Linked DNA regions of Urocitellus parryii: region 1 is linked to region 2. The links are chromatin contacts, called in public Hi-C maps. All regions are on one chromosome and are shown on one strand. Each heading gives the region's core, a stretch centred on a gene start, on an enhancer-like site or on the middle of the called end of the contact. The rest is flanking DNA. Distances are from core to core; before and after follow the strand shown. Region 1 holds the start of Myd88 (MYD88 innate immune signal transduction adaptor). Region 2 holds the start of LOC113195066 (3-ketoacyl-CoA thiolase B, peroxisomal).

Region 1 (3,469 bases), core at 666-3,165, 210 kb after region 2:
TTTTCGATGAGTTCACTAGCGATGGACCAGACACAGGTGCCTGGCAGGACATCACGATCAGACACACACAACTTCAGCCGATATTCTGTCTGTTCTAGTTGCCGGATCATCTCCTGCACAAACTGGATATCGCTGGGGCAGTAACAGATGAAGGCATCAAAACGCTCAGGTACTTTCCCTGGGAGCAGAGCACAAGGTGATGGTCAGAGCAACAAAGAAGCTGTGAAGGAAACCAGCCAAGAGTTCATTGCCTAGGCAACCTAGTCCTGGACTCTACACCCATCCCAAGATGACATGACTCAGAGAAAGTGCCCTTCTCAGGAGAGGACAGGTGAGGCCCTGGAGGCCAAGCCCTGGGTTAACCATCATTTCGTGAGAGTCTCTGAGCAACATAGTGGTAGGACTAGTAGTAGCCCCATTTTTTTTTTTTCAGTGGGAAAACCAAGTCTCAGAAACCAAGGCTTGCTCAAGGACTCACAGCCCATCTGCTTCCAATATCCATGCTCTGCATATTACACTGTCCTGTGGCTGTCGCCCACCTGTCTGCCTGTGCCACAGGAACAGTATTGGGCCCTTACCCATTGGGTCATCAAGTGTAGTGATGCCTGACAGCTCCTCTGTCCGTGGTACACTGCTGTCTACTCTGGCCACCTGTAAGGGCTTCTCAGATTCCTGCTCTTGCTGCTTCAAAATGTACTTCTTGCAATCCTCCTCTGTAGGAGAGAGACAGGGTATGTCAGGTTTTTCAGCCCTCCACCCACAGACAGGATCTAGCCTGTCTCACCTCTTTTGGCCCTTTTGGAGTCTAGGCCTTCAGCTGCTGGTGCCATGGGCAGCTCCACAGCTCTGACAAGCTGAGCATGCACACATGCACTCACCCCCCCACCACACACCACCAGAGCTTTGACTCTCCCAAAAGGATATTGTGGAGTTCTGGCCTTGTGGGAAGCCAGCAGCATCTCCTGTCCCTTGTCCTTGACCCCCTTCTAGGGCTCCTGAGAATGGAATGAAGGTCTTTTTTTCAGGATCAGGGGCAGATGTGAGAAAGGGGGATGAGAGCATGTGAGGAGGGCTGAGAACCCAGGGTTATGGTGCAGTGATGGCAGTGACCCCAACCCAGCAATGTGTGCCTGTCTGGGCAGCTGGACCTCCTGTGCAATACATTAGAGAGTGCCAGTGAGTGGCAGAGGGGTTCTTTTCCCAGGCACCTGAAGTTTCTAGACCATCAGCTTCCAGTCCCTCAGTTGTCCTGTTGCCCTACCTGACGCAGCTCAGAGGCTCCAGTGCAGCCTCAGACTAACATCTGGCCCAACCTGAGAGCCTCTGCTAAGTTTTGCCCTCATCTTCTCTGCCTCCCAGGGCCTTTGCCGCATTTGCTCTATCCTTATCTTGTCAGAGATACTGACAAGGGACCTGATCGTCTCCCTCTGTGAACTTTTCCAGCGCCCGGAGCCATCCCACAGGCTGCTGAGGCCTGAGAAAGTCAGCCTCCCACACCCTGGATCCAAGGCCTCACCGATGCTGGGCCGCAGCTCCACCAGCACGTCTTCACGGCCCAGCGTGGAGAGCAGCTCCAACAGCCGCCCTACGGAAGCGCCAGGGCGGCCCTGCCAGGCGTCCAGCAGGCTGCCGGTTGGGTCTGTGCGCGCCTCAAACTGCCGAATCTCCAAATACTCGAAACCCATCTCCTCAGCCAGCACGGTCCAGTCCGCGGCCACCTGTGTCCGCGCGTTCAAGAAAAGCGACAGGCGGCGCCGCACTCGCACGTTGAGCGCAGCCAGGGGCAGGGAGGATGTAGAAATGGCCGGGGGTGCAGACTCATCACTGGGGACTCCTGAAGACATGACAGGGTCGTCCTGGAGGATCCTTGGCTCTGTAAGGTCGCGTAGCAAGTCCCACTTCCTCCTTCTACGGCTCCCTCCCCTCGTCGCCCCAGCTGCTTTCGCTTTTTGAGAAGCGCCGCCCTGCGGTAGAATCTGAAGGCCCACGCAGGGGTGCCAAATTGGAGCGCCCCACCCCTCACTTGGAGACTTAAGGGCGGTGAATATAGGAATCCAGTACCTGCCCTTTGAGTCTCTTTCTTTCTTTTTCTTCTCTTCTCTTCTCTTCTCTTCTCTTCTCTTCTCTTCTCTTCTTTCTCTCTCTCTCTCTCTCTCTCTCTCTCTCTCTCTCTCTCTCTCTCTCTCTCTCTCTCTCTAATACTGGGGTTCCAACCCAGGGCCTCTTCTATACTGGGAAAGCGCTCTACCACTGAACTATATCCCCCAAAGCCGTCCCCTTTTAATTTTGAGTCAGGGTCTCGCTAATTTGAGTGTGCTGGCCTGGAATTTATGATCATCCTAGCTCAAACTCTGGAGTATCAGGGATTACAGGCATATGCCTCCGTACCCAGCAGAACCTGCTCTTTGAGATCTGGGTAGGTCGTCTGACTTGTCCTCAAGGGGTCAGATGGTGGTGGTGAGTGAAAGACCAGAGAGAATGGCCCTATTTCGGGAATTGTAGGAAACCGGCCTAGCTCTATGGGATCTGATGGTGTTACATCCATTTCACTGGGGATCTAAGAGGTTCAGATGGTGCTGCCCTTGAGGTAGTGGAAGAGAACAGGGGGAGTCACCAGGTCTGTTCTCTGCGGAATACACAATCCGAAGGAGAATGGGAAGAGACCAGTTTTGCATCTCGAAGTGGCAGTGGAAAAGGACATACTGCTTTAAGTTTGAGGCAGGCTATGGTTCTTCGCTCAAAAGGCGGAGGGTTGTGATTTACTAGGCGCCTGGTCCTTTGGTATCTGGGTAAAACACAGCACTACTCACACAGGTCTCTAGTAAATGCATGGTCCTGCTATTGTCCGTCAAGGAGTATTTGGTTTTACTCTTTAGTTAGTATTAGGGACACAGTACAGATCTAGGGAGCCTTGATTGGTTTCATTAATTCAACAAGTATTTATTTATCACTTACTATGTGTCAAATACATTGCAGGCCCTCTAACATAGGGTTCTCTCTACCTTGGTGTGGATCCGTTCTAGAGAGGAGGATGGATACTAATGAGATACTCCAAGCCATGTAAAATTGGTATCAGAATTGTTCTCTCTCTAGCTATAGAGCTTGTCACACTTTCATACATTTGAAAATCCGTTCTCAGCACCGGCCAAGAATCTCAAATTGCCTAGTTCTGGAAAGACTTCCCGGGAGAGTCTGACCCCTTCGGAGTAGGATTGGGAGCATCAGAAGTATTTAGGTCCTTGGGATTGGATGCTGGGGAACCGAGCAGACTAGAACCTGGGAACTGGAATTAGAGCCCCGACCTCCTCCAACCAAAGCAAGAGGCGGGCTCCAGGTGGTTCAGCCTTCTGTCTGGCGGCGGGCAGCGAGCGGGCCGGGCCGTTGGAGGAAGGGGCTCCTGTTAGAGGGCCCGATTATTTCAAGAAGTTATTTCAAGAGTCCCGCCTCGGATTTGGATACTAAAGTCTAC
Region 2 (3,553 bases), core at 168-2,667:
CACATGCTCATGCACCTTCCTCTTCCAAAATCAGCAAAGGCTGGGCAGTTATCCTTCTTTTCCACGTAACATGAAAGACATGAGGGAAAGAGGAACACAGTGCAAAGGTTGAAGGCCAACAGCACTGGCAGTCAGGCAAGTGAAATATTCTGAATATGTACACTTTCCCCAAGTCATCCTGCTCCAAGAACTGCTGTCACTGTAAAGAGGAGTGGCTTAAGTGAAGAACTCATTGGATGAAATGGTGATATATACTATGTTGCTATAGTTCAAGGGAAGAGGTGTAGGGGTGGAAAACAGTGTTGAATCACAGCTCAAGGCCCTATGTTCAATCCTGTTTTGCAAATCTTCCACCAACCCCCATACCCAGTGTCTCCATCTGCAAATAAGGTACTGAACTTGATGAGTGTTGGCATTCTCTCATCTCTGCTCTAGAATAGATACGATCCAGGGCACAGAGAACCTTGGCTTCAGGTCTCCGGAGTGCTCTGGAACCCTTAGGTGCTAGAATTTCTGCACTTGGGACACCTATTTTCCTTATACTTATTCGTCAAAATACATAAAGAGCAGCAAAATGTCTGAGATTGGGGGGTGCATTGGCTCACAGGAGGAGATCACATTGAAGTCAGTGGACTTCACAGTTCCCTTCAGTGACAACTTGGGAACTGGAAGCGGGGACTGGAGGCGGGACTGGAGGTGTGGAAGCAGGAATTTTCCTTATACTTATTCGTCAAAATACATAAAGAGCAGCAAAATGTCTGAGATTGGGGGGTGCATTGGCTCACAGGAGGAGATCACATTGAAGTCAGTGGACTTCACAGTTCACAGAACTGGAAGCGGGGACTGGAGGTGTGGAAGCAGGATTTTGGAGGGAGCAGAAGACCGGGAAGCACCCTGTGCCGGGCCTGGGTGGTGCACTCACCCACGGAGATGTCCCCCAACTGCTCAGGTCTGAGCTTTACGTCCTGGAGAACTGCAGTCAAGACGGCGGACAGAAGCTCATCTGGGGTGGTGTCCTGCAGCGGGAGGCACAGCTGCGGTGAACCTGGTTTGTGGCCAGAGAAAGCACTGCAGCACGCGTGTCCGCAGCCCGGAGGCTACTGAGTTTATGAACAGACCCTAGCCCCCACCGTCTCACCCCAGGCACCATTCCCCAGGGACCTCACCTTAAAGCCGCCGCGGCCCGCTTTGCCAATGGCAGTGCGCCGTCCGTGCACCACAACCACGTCCGCAGCCGAGGCTTGCGGGAAGCTACTGAAGCACGGTGCAGCCTGCAGCGCCGGATGCGACTTAGGTCGGCCATTGAGGTGGCCCAGAACAACCCGCAGCCTCAACATTACGCCGCTGAGACAGTGCGACTAGTCTTGGGCCTCGCCCACAGAGAGTAGGAAATAAAAACTGCCTCCCGCGCAGGCGCGGACCCGCTCCTCAGCCTTTAAAAGCCTGTATAGGGCCGACAGCCTGCCTGACGGATTTGATAGGTCCTCCCAAGGTTCTGCCCAACCTGCTTCAGCCAACCAGAAAGAGGGTTTTCTGAGGACAAGCTCGCCTCCCACTGGCCCTCCAAAGCCGCGCCCACTGGCACCACGGGGAACGTCTTTCTCTCAAAGTCCCGCCTACTACCTCAGGGCCAATCAGGATGCGGACAATTGTGAAGCTCCGCCCATAAATGCTCTGGAAATATTTCCACCTTTGGCAGATATTTTGCAACCCAAACGGAGGCCTGTCCCCAGCACCCTGCACATTTCTTGAAATCAACTGGGCTTCAACAGGAGCCCCTTCCCCCAAATCCCTGCCGACTGCCGGCTGTCAGTCAGAAGGTGGGACCACCTGGAGCCCTGTCTGGCTTCTTGCTTTGGTTAGAGCTGGTAGTGAATTTCTGTTCCCCCATCCTAGTTAGTCTGCTTTGCTATGCTCTGGATCCCAGGACCCAAGCTTGAAGACCTGAATACTTCTGAAAACTAGACCTATTCCAAAGGACTCTGGCTTTTCCGGAAAGTCTTTCCAGAAAAGAAGGCAGTTTGGGATTCCTGGCCAACACAGAAAAAGGGTTTTATGAAGGTGGTGACATATGACAAGCTCTCTGGTCAGAGGACATCCCACACTCATGTCAGTTTTACATCTGTTTGGGATGATTCAATTGGTGCCTATCCTCTCCTTTGGAAGGGTCCACACCAAGGATCTTATGTCCCTGGAACCTTAGTGTGCTTGACACTAATTAGGTGATCAATAAATTCCTGATGAACTAGTGAGCAAACCAGGGCTCCTCCAGTCTGGACTATGTCTTAAACTCTAAAGAGCAAGATCAGGTGCTCCCCTACTGCCAATGAGAGATCCATGTGTTTACCTGAGACCCGGGAGAGTTGTACTACTTTTGCTCTAAGATACCAAAGGACCAGGGCACCCTGTGAATCCCTACTCTGGGGGTGAAAGGAGCTGGTTCATTGAGTGGGTTCCAAAGGGTTTGGCAGGGTCTTCCAGACAGCTGGGCCCCTCCTTGTGGGCTCAGGCCTCAACAGGGCAGAACCAGGAGTACCATCCTCAACTCCAGCTGCTCAGGAGCCTGCTGCCCATCACCAGGTTGGGTGGTCCCAGGTACTGGGTCCTGGCCCTGCCAGTAGGCAGGGGCTGCTATTCTAGGATCTGAGGACCTGGTTCCAGCCACACATCTTCTGATATGTGGAGATCACCTGTGTCCTGACATCTTCTTTAGGATTATCTGTTGTTAAAAAGCTATTGATCTATTTAAGGAAAGTACATTGTTTTTTCCCTGTTCGTTCTAGAAAAATTGAAAAGTATATTTTTAAAAAACATCTATAATCCTAATCCAGAAACAAACTAGTGACATTTCAGCATGCTCAGACATTATCAGTGACTGCAGCTTTCCCTGCAGTGGTCCATGTGTTACCTCAGACTGGCTCCTGGGCCACCTAGCTTCTGGGGAGCTCCCCAGCCTTGCCCCTATGCCCTCAGGGACACCTGGGTGGGCTCTGGGTATGCAGAGTAGCCCTGAGGTATGACTTTGCTTTCCAGCATCCCCTGAGCAGCAGAGCCACAGTGTGACCCTGACATTGCCCCCAGGATCTGATCAGTGCTTCCCAGGAGACAGTCCTGGCTCTGCTTGCATAGGGAAAACTCATAGAGACAGAAAGTTGAGTGGTGATTGGCAGGGGCTGGGGGAAGGAGGAATGAGGAGTTATTGTTCCATCAATATAGTTTGAGATGAAAAGACTTCTGGAGACTGTCAAAAAATGTGAATATTTTTTAACATTAATGAACTGTACATTTAAAAATGGTTAAGGTGGTAAAATTATGCATATTTTGCTACAACAATAAAAAATATATTCTTGAGTTAAATGGAAAAAATTGAGTATTAAGGGATGCAAAAGCATGACAGATTTTGCTAAACATGATGATAGCATAGTCAGAGACCAATTGGCCTGTCAAAGTATATTGGTCTAAAATGACCCTGTGACTTGAGGATTTGAAATACCTAGCAAATTAGGAGAGAAAAATCTAAAAGGATATATAAAGTAAATGTGACCATATATTA

Evidence for each region. Hi-C and Micro-C count contacts between places; a contact is called where the count stands out from the background.
Region 1: a Hi-C map of liver shows a contact between it and region 2, with 3 times the contacts expected there. The contact joins the promoter of Myd88 here to the promoter of LOC113195066 in region 2. A contact is called at or near these places in 2 of 2 Hi-C or Micro-C datasets (liver and muscle).

What each region holds. Positions count from the first base shown.
Region 1 is chr3:194,547,734-194,551,202 of mUroPar1.hap1, forward strand. Myd88 (MYD88 innate immune signal transduction adaptor) reads right to left here and starts at 1,916. Exons shown (of 5, transcript XM_026405932.2): 1 at 1,517-1,916; 2 at 579-713; 3 at 1-178. The coding sequence starts at 1,844.
Region 2 is chr3:194,338,138-194,341,690 of mUroPar1.hap1, forward strand. It overlaps LOC113195066 (3-ketoacyl-CoA thiolase B, peroxisomal), which reads right to left and starts at 1,418. Exons shown (of 12, transcript XM_026406447.2): 1 at 1,167-1,418; 2 at 923-1,016. The coding sequence starts at 1,337.